Linked DNA regions of Sus scrofa: all the other regions are linked to region 2. Evidence: chromatin contacts called from public Hi-C and HiChIP or PLAC-seq data. All regions are on one chromosome and are shown on one strand. Each heading gives the region's core, a stretch centred on a gene start, on an enhancer-like site or on the middle of the called end of the contact. The rest is flanking DNA. Distances are from core to core; before and after follow the strand shown. Region 1 holds the start of UBL7 (ubiquitin-like 7 (bone marrow stromal cell-derived)). Region 2 holds the start of CLK3 (dual specificity protein kinase CLK3). Region 3 holds the start of SCAMP2 (secretory carrier membrane protein 2). Region 4 has its middle 39 kb from the start of CYP11A1.

The links. A called contact is a pair of places that touch in the nucleus more often than the background predicts. HiChIP or PLAC-seq counts read pairs in DNA pulled down with a chosen protein or histone mark.
Region 1: a Hi-C map of embryonic fibroblasts shows a contact between it and region 2, with 4 times the contacts expected there. The contact joins the promoter of UBL7 here to the promoter of CLK3 in region 2. A contact is called at or near these places in 3 of 5 promoter capture datasets (fetal liver, fetal skeletal muscle and liver), 5 of 47 Hi-C or Micro-C datasets (alveolar macrophages, brain and embryonic fibroblasts) and 2 of 2 datasets of contacts at active chromatin or transcription factors (alveolar macrophages and skeletal muscle).
Region 3: a contact with region 2 is called in an H3K27ac HiChIP or PLAC-seq map of alveolar macrophages. The contact joins the promoter of SCAMP2 here to the promoter of CLK3 in region 2. A contact is called at or near these places in 2 of 5 promoter capture datasets (fetal liver and liver) and 2 of 2 datasets of contacts at active chromatin or transcription factors (alveolar macrophages and skeletal muscle).
Region 4: an H3K27ac HiChIP or PLAC-seq map of alveolar macrophages shows a contact between it and region 2. The contact joins the enhancer-like site here to the promoter of CLK3 in region 2. A contact is called at or near these places in 11 of 47 Hi-C or Micro-C datasets (alveolar macrophages, brain, embryonic fibroblasts and 6 more) and 2 of 2 datasets of contacts at active chromatin or transcription factors (alveolar macrophages and skeletal muscle).

What each region holds. Positions count from the first base shown.
Region 1 is chr7:59,069,324-59,072,023 of Sscrofa11.1, reverse strand. It overlaps UBL7 (ubiquitin-like 7 (bone marrow stromal cell-derived)), which reads right to left and starts at 1,270. Exons shown (of 11, transcript NM_001243682.1): 1 at 1,219-1,270. It overlaps LOC100525054, which reads left to right and starts at 1,426. Exons shown (of 9, transcript XR_002345827.1): 1 at 1,426-1,612.
Region 2 is chr7:58,908,326-58,911,025 of Sscrofa11.1, reverse strand. CLK3 (dual specificity protein kinase CLK3) reads left to right here and starts at 1,410. Exons shown (of 13, transcript XM_001927924.7): 1 at 1,410-1,515.
Region 3 is chr7:58,671,257-58,673,956 of Sscrofa11.1, reverse strand. It overlaps SCAMP2 (secretory carrier membrane protein 2), which reads right to left and starts at 1,319. Exons shown (of 9, transcript NM_001243492.1): 1 at 1,136-1,319. The coding sequence starts at 1,192.
Region 4 is chr7:59,135,117-59,137,816 of Sscrofa11.1, reverse strand. No RefSeq gene overlaps it. Among named protein-coding and RNA genes, the nearest start is that of CYP11A1, 39 kb to the left of the region's middle. Within about 2 kb of position 1,301, at least 13 of the 83 cell types and tissues checked have an H3K27ac peak or open chromatin away from gene starts, as enhancers often do. A contact at or near this core is called in alveolar macrophages and retroperitoneal adipose tissue, where this site is marked.

The sequences.
Region 1 (2,700 bases), core at 21-2,520, 160 kb before region 2:
ATGAGAGATAACTCAGTGTGACACTGTTGAAAAAGCCTAGGAAGCAGCATCAGGAAGCTAGAACTAGAATCTGGGGTCCTCTCTCATCCTATGACAGAGAGCAAGGAACTTCAGCTCTCTAGGCCTCAGTTTCTTTGGCTTTCAAGTAGATATAAAAATGCCATCCCAGCTAACAGGAATGTTGTGAGATTCAAATGAGATCATCCAACCCTCTCCCCTATGTACACTCTTCATTATCTCTTGCTTTAACTGCTACAACAGCCTCTTGCCTCTCCCTATCAAATATCCATGCTGCCAGCCAACTTGTTTTAAAACCAGATCCGATCAAGTCATTCCTCTGCTTAGAACCCCTCCAATGAATCCAAACCACCTCTATGAATAAGTCTAAATGCCACAGCCTGATTTTCAAAACCATTCACACCTTTTCTCTCTGACAACCGCCTTCCCCAAGAGCTCTGGGCTGCCCCACCCTCCCCAACACTTAGGTCTATCCTCAGGAAGCCTGGATTCACAACAAAGTTCTCCTCACTTTATACCTCTGCTCATCTGCTAACTCCTCTACATGTAATTCCTCTTCCCTCTTCAGTCTCTAAGCAAACTCCTACCAAGACCAACCCAAACACAACCTCTCTGTCCTCCCTCCCTCCCCTCTGTTGTTCTCACATTCTCTCATGGCAAAGGATTACAAACATCTGTTTACATCTCAATCTCCCCGCATCCCATTCGTAGAGGCCCTTGACAGCAAAGACTAGAATTTTTTGTCCTTGTTGTCCCAATGCCCAGTACATATGGGTGCCTAGAAAATGAATCTGAAACTATGAGAAAGAATCTTGTAAGGCAAGCCAGGCCACTGTTATAATCAATATTGCTTCCAAAGTGGCTTCTTTGGAAGAGGAAAGAAAGGCTTCGAGGCCGTCCAGCAGACCCCAGGGCACCCTCAAAACCTTCCATCTTTGCCTTTAAACAGGAAGGAAATAGGTCTTTTAATATACCCTATCTCATTTAATCCTCTCAAATGGACCCCGAGGCAGGCATTATCATCTACGTACTACAAAGGAACTGAGGCTCAAAAAAGTGAAATCAGTGGCCCAAGGTCACTGACAGTTAATACTGGGACAGGAATACTATCTCCTGGGTGACGACCCCACCATTCCCATGGGACCTGCGAACTAGTCAATACGCATTGAGCCCGCGCGGCCCGGGACCCAGCGCCCTCACCCGTCCCGCGGAAGGAACCCGGCCGCAGGGCCGCCGTGTAAACACTCACTCAGGTCCTCTCGCCGGAAACCGGAAGCTCCGCGCTGCATTCTGGGAGTTGCAGTTCCTACTGCGGCTCCTGCTCCTTTATAAGCAGCTTGCCGGCGAGAGGCGCTAGTTGCAAAGTTTCCGGTTCCGGGGAGGGTGTGACTTCGCGACCATTTGAAAGTTACGGCGCGAGGGTCTCTGGGTGCTTTCGCCTCAGAGGGTACTGAAATTGTTAGTGTTCTAGGGTGTGGGTCTCTTGGGTCGTAAGAGCAAGGCTTGGTGTGAGGTGTACTGCCCGGTGATTCCCGCACTGTCCTGGGACGCATGCAGAGTCCGTAGGTTACGCCAGGTCCTTACAGCGTCACAGGTGGGAACGCCCGCTGCCGGGCTCTCGGCCTGATTGCGGACCCCAAATGCTCCAACCTTTCCCTCTGGGAGGGCCCTTTCCCGAGCAGCTTCTTCAGACACTCCTCAGCGGTTCTTTGCAGCCCTCACAGAAAACGACTTGCCCTCGGTGAAGTCAGCCTCTTTTGTGACCCTCGCCTCTGGATTCTCCCGACTAAACCTCCCTGTGGGGGCTTACCAGGAACCCAATGATGACTTCCTCGAAAAGTCAGTTCTTAGGAGTTAGCAAACCGGGTTCCTGGTCCGCCCCAGTATGCGATGGTGGGATTTATCCAGGTCATTAATGGAATCAATTCGGGGAGGGGAATTTTCACTGAATTCTCATAGAAAATGCATACAGTCGTCCCTAGGTATTCGCGGGGCATTGCTTCCTGCACCTCCTCCTCCCCCCGCGGATACCAAATCCGCGGATACTCACTTTATGCAAAATGGCATATAGTCTGCCCTGCCTATTCCCGAATGCCCTGTCCCTCGGATACTGAGGGGCCAACTGATTTTATTGTTGTTGTTGTTGTTTTCTTTTTAAGGCCGCACCAACTGTATTTTAGATGCATGGTTAGAGTGGATTGTATTTGCGCAGGTGTTAGGCCTCGCCAATCAATTAAGGGAGCCACTTTTCTTCTTTTTTTCAATGGCCACACCTGCAGTATATGCAAGTTCCCCAGCCCAGGGGTCGAAATGGAGCTGCACCTGTGGCCTAGCCCCCGCCACAGCCACGCCAGATCCGAGCCACATTGGCAAGCTACACTGCAACTTGTGGCAACACCAGATCCTTAACCCACTGAGAGAGGCCAGGGCTTGAACCCGAATATCCTCACAGAGACAACTGTAGGGTTCTTAACCCACTGAGCCACATGGGAACTCCTTTTTTTTTTAATTTCTTTTTCTTTCTTTTTTTTTTTTTTTGACTGTGCCCAGGGCATATGGAAGTTCCTGGGCCAGGGATGCAACCTGTGCCACACAGGCAACCCAAGTCACTGCAGTGAGAAAGCCAAATCCTCAAACCACTATGCCACAGGAGAGCTCTTAAAGGGCTGGCCCATTTCTGAT
Region 2 (2,700 bases), core at 161-2,660:
GGGGGGAATGGGTGCATTTGGTTGGACCGGGACCGGGAGTCGGTCTTGAGGCTGCATTAGTGTAGTAAGCAACCCGTTTGAACTTGGCTTTGGTTGTTTACTTGCAGTGGGAGTGGTGGAACTAACGGAGATTTGTACTAAGCACCTGCTCAAGCCATGCCGTCAGACCCCAGTTTAAGGGGGAACTAGAGGTTAGAGACTGTAGAGGCCTCGCAACTCCGGAGGGGTCGTTTCCTTTTGGAATCCGCCTCAGTGGCTGGGAGACTAGCCGGATGTCAGGGGCGTGACCAGCCCTCGCTGCGGCGAGGGCGGAGGCGGGGCCGGGGCTGGGGAAAGGGGTGGTGACAAGCAGGCCCACGCGGTGCTGGGGAAATGCTGCAGCCTTCGCAGTTCAGTCCCCGGGAGGGGCGGGGCCCGGAAGGATGCTGTGTCCCTCCTTCTTGGGCCCTGGCGTGGCTAGGGGGCAATTAGAGGCCGCTCCCGCCCTCTTTGACCGACGCCAGCGAGAGCCGGGGGGGGGGGGGGGCCAGGGAGTGCACGCTCATAAACCGCGAGGTCTCCCAAAGGACCTGACCTCGGTTTTCTCATCTGGAAAAGATGACCTCCTTATCTCCCTATGACCAAGAGCGGGGCAGTAGGTGGCCGGGGCTTCGGTGAGCCCGCGCCGGCGGCGGGGGCAGAGAGGTCACCAGGTGACTCCAGGGGAGAAATAGGAGTGAGGGGGGCCGCGGGGCTTTTCTTCGGCGGGGGTGGGACGCGGGTGGTTATGAACTAAGAAACAACTCTGGTCTGCTCACTGCCGTGCCCAAGAATGCTCAAGGAAAACGAGACCCCCTTTTACCCCAGAACCCGTCCCTTTCCCTTCAAAGGCCCCGCCGACGTGACTCTCCAGTATCTTCCCAGAAACTGCAGTGCACATACACCGGGCTTGGACGCGCCGCCATGACTTTAAAAAGCTCCTCCACACATGAATAAGGTCTCATTTGCTTCTTTCACATCAGCGGGAGTCGGGAACCTCCTTCCCGATCCTCCGTGGGCTTTAGCGCCCTCCAGGGCCTCGAGGCCGGGCTGGCGCTCAAGGCCTACCCAGTTTTCACTTGAGGCGACAGCGAAACAATGCCCTCCTCCCGGCGCTCAGGAAAGGAAAGGCCAAGCGGGCTTGGGCGGGGTCGGGGCTCCACCTTTCGGCTCTCAGCGCCTGTCCACCGGTGCCCCCCGCCGCATCTTTGAGGCCTACGTGCCTCGTGACACGGCAGGGGGCGGGCCGCGGCTGGGGACATCCCCTCGGCCCTCCAGGAACCAGGTTCCACCGCCGCCGCAGCGACCCAGGTGGACAGGGCGGGTCCTCCAGAGTCTTCGAGTTCACGGCTAGAGGGGCCAAGTCGCCGAGCTCAGTCGACCGACGGCTGCGTCACGGGAGGGGCGGGCCCGCCACGGGCGGAGGCCGGAGCCGGAAGCGGAAGAGGCGCTCGGAGCGGGGAGTGGGGCCTAGCCTCAGCCGGAGCCTGGGAGACGGTGAGTGTGGGGCCCTGGCCCGCGACGAGGAGCGGGGGGTTGAGTCAGAGGGGCGGGTACGCTGGGTGTGGGTCCCCGGGCTTCTAGTTCGGGCTTGGTCTGCTCTCTTTCGTTCTCTTGGCCCATCTCAGGCCGCGGCCCCGACCTCTCACCCCTGACCTGCCGCTTCTCCCCCAGAGGGCGGTCACAGCAGACCCCAGTCTCTCGATCCTGTGCGTCCGAGTCCGAACCTGTGAGAGGCCCCTGAGGGCCCTGCAGGGATCCACCTTCGGCCCTATACCTGCCCGCGGAATGGGGTCAGGGTCCTACCTGCGACAGCCTGGAGGGGCTTTCAGACCCCTCCCCTAACCCTGGCTCGAGGCTGGGTCGGCAGACTCCTCCTCTCCGCGCGGCTTGGAGTCTGATTCCGGCCCAAGCTGGCTTTCCTCCTGCCCGCCTCCCCCACCCCAGGTCTCCCCTCGCCTCCATTGGCGGCGGTTACCAGGAACCCGCCTCAGATCTCTGGGACCCGCGGCGTCAGGAAGGACGCGAGCGAGGGCTGCGGGCCCCCTGATTGTTTTGTTGTGATGATGGAGCCGCTCCAGCCCGGAGGAGGGGCCGAGCCAAGCTGACAGTACAAATGCCCGGGCTGCTGCATGGTCCAGGAGTCTCTGTGCTTTAGTTCCGGGTGCGGGTGTCCTGGTGTGGAGCTGGGGTGGGAATCGCCTGAGCCAGGGCCCCGTTGAGGCGGAGTTGGCGGCCTTCCAGCTTCCCTCCTCCATGCCCTTGAAAAGGAGGAGCGTTTCTCCCGGTGGTGGCGGCTTGCAAGGTGGCAGGTTTGAGGTTGCAGTGTTGGGGCAGCGTCAGCCAAAAATAACCATGGGGCGCTGGGGTGGCTGGGATCCGGCAGGGCTGCCGCTGACTTGGCTGGCTGCTCTTGTCAACCCAGTTCTCTGGCCAGGAACAGCAAATGAGAAGACAGCTAGGCCTGTGCTCAGAGAAAAGCTGGCATCCTCGCCCTGGTTTCTTTCACATTACCTTTTTCTTAATTGTGCCAAGCAGAGCCTTCTGGAACGTAATTGTGGCCCTTGTTTTTCTTTTACAACCTGTTTGCTGGGGTCTCAGAGAATCAGAGATAATTGAGGAGAAATGGGCCCTAGAACCCTAGCTGGGAGGATTATGAGGGGCATCTGGTGTTACCATTAT
Region 3 (2,700 bases), core at 70-2,569, 240 kb after region 2:
CTTTGTGTTTGTTCTGACCCTTGAAGGTGGATTCAAGGTGGGAAAGCTCATGCTGTGAGGTGCAGCAAGGACCCCTCCAAGGACTCCCCCTACACCTGCAGGAAACTTGGAAGTTGCCAGTGACCAAAAAAAGTACAAGCAGGATGAGTTCATCTGCCTGGTGACATCCTGACAAAGCAGAAAGCTCAGGGCTCATAAATCACCCGTCAGCACAAGCAAGCTTCCCGAGAACTGGTTTTGGACAGACATGAAACGAGAGGCACGGGAGCTTTGGAGCTAACTGGAATCCCAACCCTTCATCATGAGTAAGAATACCCCTGTGCTCTTAGCTCAAAGGCAGAATGGTTTTTACTTTGAGTAGGAAGTTTGTTTTCTCCTTGATTATTTGTTCAAAGGGTCAAGGCAGCTCATAGGTCAGGGCATCTCAACTACCTCGCCATCACACATAGATCCATGAGACCAACATTCCTTGTGCTTCAAGATCACCAGAGGCTCCGCACTTCTCCTCCCTCTCTAACCCGGGCTCTCCCATCTAGCCAAAATCCAGTCAAAAACAGACCCACAGCGGAGGTGTGGAATTGTTATCAAGGCCGTATTTCAGTTTGGGTTACCAGACTTCCTTTCCTGATAAACCTCAGCGGCTCTCCTACACCTTATACAGTAGTTGGCTGTGTCTGTGTTGTGGAGGGGTGGTCTTGGGATTTTCTCCACTTTCACCCCAATTATAGGGTTCCACCACCTCATTAGGTTGCTGCCATCTAAAGTGACTCAAGGCTGGTGTCTCCCCAAGACTGTGGGATGTAGCCACACTACCCCCTCAGGTGAAATCGCTTCTCTCTCTGAAGCTGAGGATCTCCTTGATCATGTCCTTCCTCAGCAGTGTCCAGTTAGAGGGGCTACGTCTGGGGAGCTACATGGTCCCACCTCTTTCCAAAGTACAGCGCCCCGCCTCCTCTGCTATTCCACCTGCTGATAGTCCCGCCCCCCAGGAGCTATGATAAGCCAGCCCTCAGAGCCTGCTCTCCCATTGGGCAGATAGCCCGTCCCTCCTATGCCACGTCTCCCGACCCTGGCGAAAGAGGCCAGGGCGGTGCGGCCTTTGGCACTAGAGAGCGCTGTAAGATTAGGACTCTACCTGGAAAGGGTTTACGTCCACTGGGTCCGCGAAGGGGTTGGTGTCGAAGGCCGACATGGCGATCGGGGTCCAACGGGCTAGCTCCGCGAGCGTTTCTGCCTCTTGGCACCCAGACCCAGCGGTGCTCTTCTTGCAGACCCTCCACTTCCGGGAGCGAGGCAGCCGTTCTGGCGCAGGCGCAGCATCCTCCCAGAGGGGCGTGGTGGTGTGACGTAACAGAAATCCGCTCCGCCCTCCTGCCCAACCCAGTATGGAGCAGCTCGTGGGCGTTCCGCTTCCATCAGCTGCTTCCCTGTGCTGGTGCGTTTAGGGTCTGGGAGACCACAAGGGACTTGAGAGAGGCGGGGCTGGAGCGTTCCCAATTGCTTCTCGGTCAGTTAGCTTTCAGCATTGAGAACTCCCCAAAGTAAACTCAAGTAAACTTCCCAAAGTGGGCCTGGAAACTTAACCCCTTAACTTCCTTGGAGGGCAAGTTTAGGAAGCATGCACAGGTTAGGTCCGGAAACAGAAGTCTAAGCCTATGGCGAGAGTAGGGAATAGAATTCCTGACCCAGAGAATTTCGCCAGGCTAGGAAAGTGTTCTAGTGGTAGCAGCCGAGCAGAGAGGTTCTTTTAAGAACCGGCAGTGCTGCTGTTCCCGACACTAGCTGAGCCCTGACTCTTTCAGGCCTTGACCCCTAATGTCAAGTTTTATCTTATCGTTTCAGGGATGAGGATCCCTCAGCCCGGTCAGGTTTAAGGCCTGAGCAGGGATTAACCTGGGGATCAAGCATTTATCCAAGCAAGTGGGAGTTCAGCAATAGAACCATCAGCCATGGGAGAGATGGCTGATTCGCCCCCCACAAACTCACCTTATTTATTCCTGCCTTTTTACAGTTCTGCTGCCACTGAATCCAGCCAATCATCCTTTACTCTGGATGAGTACAGGGCTGCTAATTTGTCTATTGTTCGTGTTGTAACCAGAGATCCATTCGAAGGAGGCAAAATTAGTAGGGAACTTTCTGTTTAAAACTCTTCAATTATTTTCCATAGAGGCCCAAATTCTAGTTTGGCCTCCAGGTCTTAACAAGATCTGCCTCCACCTATCAACTCTTCTCATTCCTTCTTGTGCCTACCCTACCACCACAACATAGCCATGTGCATCCCAACTCTCCTAGTAGCTTTTCAGTGCTTCAGACTTCCCTTGTTCCTCCTGCCTCAGGGCCTTTGCACTGGACTTTTCCTTTTTCTGGTATGCTCTTAGCCCATGCTCTCATCATACCCCAGTTAACTCCTACTTATCCATCAAATCCAAGCTTATATGTCCCTTCCTCAGGAGTAGTCTCTCTTCACCAGAGATTAGATCAGCCCCACCCCCAATATAAACTCTTATATTACCCTGTGCTTTTCCTTTATAATACCTTGCACATTGTAAGTACACGCTTGTATAGATGATTTTTTATTTGTGTCTGTCTCTCCTGCTAGACTATAAGCTCCACAAGGGCACGAGTAGCCTCTGTTTTCCTCATTATTTCTGGCACTGACATAGTACTAAACACATGATAGACATTTAGCAAATATTTACT
Region 4 (2,700 bases), core at 52-2,551, 230 kb before region 2:
CCAAGAATTCCTTTTTTTTTTTTTTTTTTTTTTGTCTTTTTGCATTTTCTGCGGCCGCTCCCATGGCATATAGAGATTCCCAGGCTAGGGGTCTAATCGGAGCGGCTGCTGGCCTACGCCAGAGCCACAGCAACGCAGGAGCAGAGCCGCGTCTGCAACCTACATCACAGCTCACGGCAACGCCGGATCCTTAACCCACCGGGCGAGGCCAGGGATCGAACCTACAACCTCATGGTTCCTAGTCGGATTTGTTAACCACTGAGCCATGATGGGAACTCCCACTTGTCCAAGAATTCTAAACACAACCTGGCCTTCCAGGTGGTCATAAAGGTATATTTGTCAGTGTGGGAGGCTAGAGCATATTCTGTGGAGCATTCTGTTTGCTTGATTATAACTTAAATGTGTAGACATGTGTTATGTGGGCCTCAGTTTTTTACTTCTGCCCTGAGCCCAACAGATGTCAGGGGTGGGCCTGTCAGAGGCATTTCAGACAGGGCTTCCTCATTCATGATCGGAAGTTTATGGCCTCCTTCCTGTAGAAGGCCCTGAAAGGGACATGAACTCTAAAGCCCCAGGGTGAACCGTCAGCTTCCTGGAGCAGGACCAAGACCTAAAGCCACTCCTGTTTTCTGACACCTAGCTGCTGACAGTGGGGTTGTCATCCCAGGAAGCTGGGAGCCTGGGGGAAAAGGAAACAGTTCTTACTAAGCACCTGCTGCGGGCCAGGCTCTAGACCCTTCTCCCCTCAACCTCGGCAGTCCTCTGGGGACGGGGTCATTGTTAGCATCCCCATTTTGCAGATGAGGAAACAGGGTTTAGAGAGCTCACAGGCCTTGCCCAAGGTCACACAGATGGCCTCAAAGCCTCATCTCTGAGTCCAAGGTCTGCACTCTTTGTGCTTAAGCAGACAGAGATGTGTGGGGCATTTCTGGCTGGGGTGCTTGTGTGGTACTGGGGACACAGCCTAGAGCAGACCGCTGGGGGTCACCACTGGGGAGCCACATTCGGACCCCAAGCTCTTGCCACCAGCTCCTTCAGGGGCCAATCCTGAGTCCACAGTGCGGTGCCCCCAAAACCAAACGGTGTCCATGAAGCAGGCCATGTGCCAAGTCCTCCTTCGGAGACTTTTTCAGGCCCTGAGCACTTTCCCCCGAGGGGAAGAAACCCTCTGGTATGTCCTGAGAGCCACAGGAAACAGAGACATCCGGGAAACCAGCACCCAAGATAGAAGGGGAGATTAGGAACTTGTCCAGAGACAAGGCCACAGGCAGATAACATGGGGCAGATGACCCCATGGCCAGGCCACTCCACTCACTGCGTAATGCAGCCTGGGTTGAGTCACTGCGTCTCCCACGGCCTCAGCTTCCCCACTGGAGGATTGGGGAGCACAGCGTCCTTGCTGTGAGGTCTTCCTGCGGGTCACACAGGTATGTGAGAACCGGCTCTGGAGTGTGTGTGTGTGTGTGTGTGCGTGCACACATGCATGTCTAGGGAGGAGGGCCGTCAAAAGGGTTAGTTCCTTTTCCCTGAGGTTACAAAGGTAGTTCCGATTTTCAGAAAAGAGGAAGTAGGTAGATTCCTAAGAAACCTTAGACCGGAGGGGGAAGATTTGCCCTAGGCAAGCGTCTAGCTCTAAAGTTTCAGTGGGTGGGGTCCAGGTGTACCCAGAAAGGGAAGAGGTGGGAGTTCCTGTCGTGGCTCAGCAGTTATGAATCTGACTAGGATCCATGAGGATGTGGGTTTGATTCCTGGCCTCGCTCAGTGGGTTAAGGATCTGGCGTTGCCATGAGCTGTGGTGAAGATCACAGATGCAGCTTGGAACCCGAGTTGTTGTGGCTGTAGCGTAGGCTGGTGGCTACAGCTCCTATTCGACCCCTAGCTTGGGAACCTCCGTATGCTGCAGGTGTGGCCCTAAAAGCATGGAAAGAAAGAAGGAAGAAAAGAAAGAAAGAAAGAAAGAAAGAAAGAAAGAAAGAAAGAAAGAAAGAAAGAAAGAAAGAAAGAAAGAAAGAAAGAAAGGAAGAAAGAAAGAAAGAAAGGAAGAAAGAAAGAAAAGGAAGGAAAGAAAAGGAAGAGGTGACAAAGCTGTGGAGCACCTCCCCTGAATCCTCATCTGTACCACCACTCCCTCCTGGGACCTTTCACCCAGGCACTGGGGAGGGTGGTAAGGACCTGGAGGCCCTCCCAGGCTGGGTGCATCAGGTGACACAGGGCCAGGGGGCATCTCTGGTCAGGTCACGCTCCTCAAAGACGGCTCGGTTCGGCATCTGAAGCCTGCTGAGTGAGCAGGGCCCAGATGATCCCTCCTGGTGGGCTGGTCTCCACCGGCAGGCCTCAGCCTCCCTCCCTGCCAGTCCCTTCTCTTCTGCCTCCCAGATGTCACAAGGCTTCCCTGCCTCCCTGTCTTTGTTAGGGCCCCTCTCGCCCTGTGACTATAGGGTTGCCCCATCTGGAGGCCCTTCTGTTGGGAGGCCCTCTGAGGATCTCTAGCTTCAGGCCTGGGGGAAGAATCAGACCGGGAGGGGGGCCTGCACCCCCACATTTGGGAAATTCTTTCAAAAGGCACCCCTACTTTCATGGGGTTTCATTTATGGTCTCCTTAGCACAGTGGAAACAATCATATTTTCTGCAAAAGATGTTGACTCTTCCCTCTGCTCCTGCCTCTTCAAGGGTCGGAGTCCTTCACTTGACTCTGACCCC